Regions from separate parts of the Mus musculus genome. Here region 1 is linked to region 2. Evidence: chromatin contacts called from public HiChIP or PLAC-seq data. All regions are on one chromosome and are shown on one strand. Each heading gives the region's core, a stretch centred on a gene start, on an enhancer-like site or on the middle of the called end of the contact. The rest is flanking DNA. Distances are from core to core; before and after follow the strand shown.

Evidence for each region. HiChIP or PLAC-seq counts read pairs in DNA pulled down with a chosen protein or histone mark.
Region 1: an H3K4me3 HiChIP or PLAC-seq map of embryonic basal ganglia shows a contact between it and region 2, with 2.8 times the contacts expected there. The contact joins two enhancer-like sites. A contact is called at or near these places in 1 of 484 Hi-C or Micro-C datasets (cerebral cortex), 2 of 115 datasets of contacts at active chromatin or transcription factors (astrocytes and embryonic basal ganglia) and 1 of 9 other capture datasets (embryonic stem cells).

The regions. Positions count from the first base shown.
Region 1 is chr4:125,694,665-125,697,776 of GRCm38.p6, reverse strand. All of the region lies in intron 13 of Grik3 (glutamate receptor, ionotropic, kainate 3), which reads right to left. Among named protein-coding and RNA genes, the nearest start is that of Gm32807, 140 kb to the right of the region's middle. Within about 2 kb of position 1,411, at least 38 of the 459 cell types and tissues checked have an H3K27ac peak or open chromatin away from gene starts, as enhancers often do. A contact at or near this core is called in cerebral cortex and embryonic basal ganglia, where this site is marked.
Region 2 is chr4:125,280,914-125,284,106 of GRCm38.p6, reverse strand. All of the region lies in intron 4 of Gm32611 (a long non-coding RNA gene), which reads right to left. Among named protein-coding and RNA genes, the nearest start is that of Gm46869, 8.0 kb to the left of the region's middle. Within about 2 kb of position 1,391, at least 87 of the 459 cell types and tissues checked have an H3K27ac peak or open chromatin away from gene starts, as enhancers often do. A contact at or near this core is called in cerebral cortex and embryonic basal ganglia, where this site is marked.

The sequences.
Region 1 (3,112 bases), core at 162-2,661, 410 kb before region 2:
CTTTCAAAGGCCTCCTTTTTCATCTCCTAATTAATTTTTATCTTCCAAGACGGAAGGGAGGACAACACAGGAGACGCTGTTTGTGATGTCTGCTGCTCTCTGACAATTCTCTCAGCAAACCTCCTTCGGAGCCCAAGGGGCAGATTCTAGATGCCCAGCTTTCTGCAAGCAGCTGGCTGCACCCAAGGGGCCTGAGGTCCTGACGTCCTGCTTCATGTCAATCCCTTGATTATGGTCTACTCTTAGCTATGGGAGCTTTGTTTACTAATTTATTTGGGGATGTGCCCACATGCCTGTGTGCATGTGTATGCATGCATGCACGTGTGCGTGCTTGGGAAAGCCAGAGGCCAATGTCTGGTATATTTCTTACTTGTTCTTTATTTCTTGAGACATGAAGCTTTACTGATTCACCTAGACATTCTGGCCAGAGAGGTAAATGGGGCCTCCTCTATCTACCCCCACACCCAATGCTTGGTAACAGGTGGGTGTCACCATACTTGGCTTTTACATAGGTGCTGAGGACATGAACTCAAGTTTTCAATGTTTATGTGGCAAGATCTTTACTTGCTGAGCCATCTCTCCTTAGTTCTATGTATGTGTAGTGCCTAACTAGGAGTATGCTAACCACATACTTGTTTTAAACTTGGGGTTCGTGGGGAGTGCCACCTGCTTGCTGCCTACGCTTACCACTGCCTCCTACATCGGCTTTACCATCTTTCAATCCCATCCCTTCTACAGCACCAGACACTCATCTTTATTAATCCTCTTTGCGACCAGTGTGTCATGGCTGTGCTAGGCTGCAGTCATGGCCCTACCCACCCCAGCTTTGTTCTTCCCCAGGGGAGATTGCTAAGGACTATGGCGGGATCCGGAGAGGAACCGGTAGGAAAGACAGTAGAGGCTGCTTCACAGCAGGTGAGGTTCAAATCCTTGGTTTTAGCTGTGTGTTGTTAGGCAAGTCAATTAGCCTCTTGAAGCCTTGCTTCCACCCTGTGTAACATGAGGACATAATACTCATCTGCTAGGGTTGTTAGGAGGGTGACAGAGAAACAGATGAAGTATGGGCACACGCCTGGGACATTGTGGCTGCTTGCAAAGAAGTATTAATGAGTCAGGAGAGAATGGAAGTGGGCTTGGTCCCGCCTGGGGTCACTCTATTGCTGTTTCTGGTTCATGGGCCCTTGAGCCCCATAGTCCTGGCTGAGTAGCAGATTCTGTGTCCCTCCTCTGCCCTCCTCACTGCAGGGGAGGTGGGTGACGGTGCAGTGGCTGCTTGCTGCTGAGGACTGTGGCTCAGTGGGGAGCTGGGACTGGGCCGTGAGAAGGCAATCCGAGCATCTCTGCAAGGAGGGAGGGAGGCGGGGCGTCCAATCAGCCGAGATGAGCCTGCACCGGGCTTATTTATGCCTCTTCCCTTTGATCGGGAGCCCTGCTTAGAGACTGGCTCATGCCTAATGCATGAGAAGCTCCAGTAGTCTAGGGCTGGGCTGTGGCCCGAGGACAGGGAGCGAGCAAGCATGTATGTGCGCATGTGCACACACGCACACACACACACACACACACACACACACACGCACAGATGCAAACATTCATGTCCAAGTGCAGGTCTACATATGCACATATAAGTAGACTCTCAGGCATGCCACACGTGCAGACGCAAAATGCTCACTAACATGTGCCACCTACACACACTGTCAGACTTGCTCACACTCATGAGACTCCAACAAGTGCCTAATGTATCCTTGACATCGTTTTATTTTCCCTTGATCTCAGTGTACACTGTGCCCTCCCCAGCAGAAGGTGGGACCTGCTTCCACTGGCGGTAGCCGAGTGAAAGGAGAAGCCCCTCTTTCCCCTTTTCTTTCCAGTATGTAGCTGCCTCCAGCCTCAGGAGAGACACGGGGAGCCGGCAGAAAGTGCTGGGGCATGAGCACCCGTGGGATAAAGGCATTTTCCACTCTAATTTCTTCCTTTATTTCCTCAGGCCCCGCTGGGGCTCAGTCCATTTCTTGAAGTTTCCGAAGAGGCAAGGGCTCAGGGATGAAGAACCAGGACCCAGGGTAAAGGGAAACACGCAGGCTTCCAGACTGGCAGAGGGCAGCTGATTAATAAGCGGATGGATACACCCGCACAGTTCCCAAAGCCAGATGCTTCCAAGGGGTAATTAGAGGACCACTTCTCAAAGCATCCCCAGCCGAAGCCCCAGCAGCAGCATCTGGGAATCTGGGAACTTGTTAGAATTCTTCTCTCTCTCTCTCTCTCTCTCTCTCTCTCTCTCTCTCTCTCTCTCTCTCTCTCTCTCTCTCTCTCTCCCCTCCCTCCCTCCCTTGCTCTCCCTCACTCCCTCCAATTTTTTCTCCACCCCCCCCTCTCTTCTCTCTCCTCCCTTTTCTCTTTATGTCTCATTTCCCCTCTTCTCCCTCTCTCCTTTCTTTTCTTATGTAGCTCAGGCTGGCCTCCCACACTGTATGTAGCAGAGGATACTCCTGCTGCTACCTGAGTGCTCAGATCACAGGTGTGCGCCACTACACAATTTTTTTTTGCTGTGCTGGGATTGAACCCAGAGCTTTGTGCCTGATAGCCAAGCACTTTACCAAATAAGCTATATTCTTAGCTCAGAAGACTCATCATGCTTCCAACCTAGGCCTCCTGTGTCAGGTGTGTGTGTGTGTGTGTGTGTGTGTGTGTGTGTGTGTGTAGGTATGCACAGGATGGGGGTGTGGGGGTTGGGTAGATGACATCCTTTCTGATAACAGAGGGCCCGTGGCACTCAGACACACATTCATGTCCCAACACCACGCTTTAGCACCTAAGTTTTGGAGAGAAGCAGAGGAGAATGGGGTCCAGCTCCTTGGATGTGAATCCTCAGACAAGCCATTGATCTGTCTTCGGCTCAGTTTCCACATGTAGACTGGGAATAATTACAGTGCTAGTCTCACAAGGTTTGATGAGGTTAACAGAGGCCAAGCAAGGAGCAGTCTGGCCCACTGTGAGCACTCAGGGCTACAGCTATTAACCTAGAAGCACACTGAACCCACCCCTTCGTGGGTTCAGCCAGAGTCCCTTGACTTAAACTAGGATGGCAGAAAGGGAAAACTGTGGAACTGAGCCC
Region 2 (3,193 bases), core at 142-2,641:
GAGACCCAATGGAGAAGTCCTAATCCCTTGTGGCATAACAAGAATGAACCCCAAGTCAGGGCCACCAATACCCAATGTGGCAAACCTGAGGCTCTGCCTCCTCCTCTTCCCTCCTCCTCTTCCTCCTCACTCTCCCCTTGGGAAGCCCTGAGCTGCTGCCACCACCCAAGATCAACAGAGGGCTGCCACCACCTGGAGTTCTAGGCACCTCCAGGCTGAGCTGCTGTTGTCAGTGCCAACTCCAAGGGACCTAGGCAGTTCCTCTGCCAGAGTGGGAGGAGCAGAATGGGAGGGTCTGTGCTGGAACTATATCTCCTAGTGTGATCTCAGGCAAGTGCCTATACTCCTCAGCCTCAGTTTCCCCAACTGGAAAAGGACAAATGTTCGGATGTACATTTATGTGGCTATAGTCACATATGTGCTTTATGGGGGAGGGGAGCTGGCTTGGGTTCAGACTTCATGGCAGTGTTCAGAAGGTGTAGGCAGGAAGTGACCACCTGGGACAGGTCACAATAGAAACGTTTGCTTAGCACAGTCCCTGGGCCACCCACCGTGACTACCCAGTAGATGCTGAGACCTAATCCTTTCACCTGACAGGGAGGACCACTAAAGACCACTTCATACCCACGTGTTCTATTTTACCTGAATGGAGACGGCCAGAAGCTGAACTTGGGGACTCCTGTTCCCAAGAATAGCAAGAATTTGGGTCACCCTATAGAAACCTTGGCAACCACCTTCCAAACCTTGGGGTGAGGAGAGCCACTGCTTACCACCTAAGGAAACTCCTTCTCCATCACCGTGGGGTTCCAGAGGTCAGCGCCCCCAAGGGCTCCCTCTCAGATGCCAGCCTCAAGAAAGGATGCCCTGGAATGGGGCCTTCACCCCACGATCTGGGCACAGCTCTGAGCTACTCTCCACCAGCAGGGCTCCCCACAATGGAAACGACCCCCCCCCAGCCACAGCTGCACCCCAGCCCCTGGATCCTCTTCATCCTCACCGCCCTCCAGGATCTGACACAGCCTCCCTGATTGCTAATTTAGACTTCCCTGCCGTCCCACGCAGGGGAATCAGGGGAAATCAAATTACCGAGTTATTCACTCTTTTTTGTACAGCTGATGGGCTGATTAGCTGTCAATCAGAGCCAACATTAACATCTGACACTGTGTGCATAACAATTACCAGTCACATTAAGGAAACCTTCCCTTTCTTTCTCTACCAGGAGCGGTGGGGAGAGACAGGAGAGGAGGCGGCAGACGAGGCTCCGAAGGGAGAGGGAGGAAATTCAATCAGCATAATTAGCTCAATCAGAAGAGAACATCACTTCACCAGCTGAGCGGAGCCACTGAGGCTGCCAAAGGCCTCGGGCTGACCAGCTGCTCCCGAGCCTCTGCACTCCCTGCCCTCCAGCCAGGGCCTGGCTTGCCTGCAGCCTCCGAGTTGGCCTCGGGCCCTGCCATCAGTCAACTGTTTGGCTCCGCCTTACATTTGCTTTGCTCCAATCAATTGAACGCATTCTCGCCTGCCTCTCTCGGATTGGCTCTGACCTTGGAGTATATATGGCTCCAGTGTTGGTGCTGGGAAAGACAGGGACACTTGACAGTCCTGAGTATCCAGTTAGTCGAAACCATCTTGACAATCTTCCGTTTCAGTTTCCCCACCTGTGAAACGAAGCTGTCTACATTGGTGTCTTGACTCTGTCCAGCAGCATCAGCCAGAAGGCTGTGGCGAAGCAGCCGCGCTCTCCCACTCTGTCCCCTCACTGACTCCTGTGGCTGAAGCGATAAACCAGGGCCATTCAAAGAGCCAAGCCTGAGCCTAGACCCACAGGCTGTGCTTGTGCCCAGGCAAGGGGCCACCTTGCTTGTTTGCTTTCCTGTCACCAAAAACATCTCAGCCTCCTTACTCAGCTCTGCCCTGTGAGCAAACCCAAATGGTGATCTCCGATGGCACTGTGACAACTGCTGGGAGTGAGGGGGCAGGGACAGAGAGGGACCTGAACTGCCCTGGGGCTAGGATGGGGAGGATGACGACCAGATTTCTGACTCTGAGATATTTTTATTTCTTTTTTATGTGTTTTCTTTTTAGTTTGTGTGTATGTGCACGCACATGTGTGTGCATGTTGTGCATGCTGTGCATGTGTGCATGTGAGAGAGAATAATCTTAAGTATTAGTCCTCAAATTCTCCTTTTAAAAAGAAACAAGTATCTCTTTTTGTTCACTGCTGTGTAGCCAAGCTGGCTGGCCTAGCAGCTTCAGCCGGTTATGTCTCTGCCCCACCCGCTTTCGCCTGAGGAGTGCTGGGACTGCAGACACGCATATGCACGCTGGTTTCCAGTATTTCCAGGAGTCCATCAGTTACCTGGGTCCTCACATTTGCAAGCAGCACTGTGTTCAGAGAGGCACGCCCAGCTCAGCCTTCTGAGTTCTTAATCCAGAGTCCTGGGCTGTGCTGGATGCCACAACCTGATACCTCAGAACAAGCAGTGTAATCTCTAGACTCCATCATCCCACAGCTGCGAGGATGCTATCCAAGAACAAGATGTAGGTTTGCTTCCAGGGATTGGCCAGCGTTTCTGTGTGCTTATATAGCCTTTCCTCTGCTTATATGCACGCACACATACACACACAAACACAAACACACACACACACACACACACACACACACACACACACCCTGCCCAGTGCCCTAATCCTTTCTTTTAATAACACTAGTCCAATTGGATTAGGACCCCCAACATTCACCTACTTAAGACCCTATGTGAAAAGAGAGGCTCACTCTGACACACTAGAGATTGGAATTCTGGTTTATTAAATGGGGGAAGAGGGAGGGGAATCGGGCATAACACCTAGAGATGAGATAATAGCCATTGGTTTTACCAGCTACTATGTATGATGCTAACTTTCCTGAAGGTGCAGAGCTGTGAGTTTGCTAAGGGCTCATTTACATCCTCCAGATTGGAACAGAAGCTTGAGGAAGGTGCTAGTCTGATCTCAACTCTATAAATGGGGAAAGTGGGGTACAAGGGAGTGAGTGAGCTAACCTGCCCTGTATATACTGAGGATTGGTATCCCAGTGCCAGTCTCCACCTCACTACCTATATCATGTGTATGATATGATATGATATGATTGATATCATGGTCTAGGAGATTTTTGGCAGCCCTAACATGGTCAGTCTTGCCTGACCCAGCATCA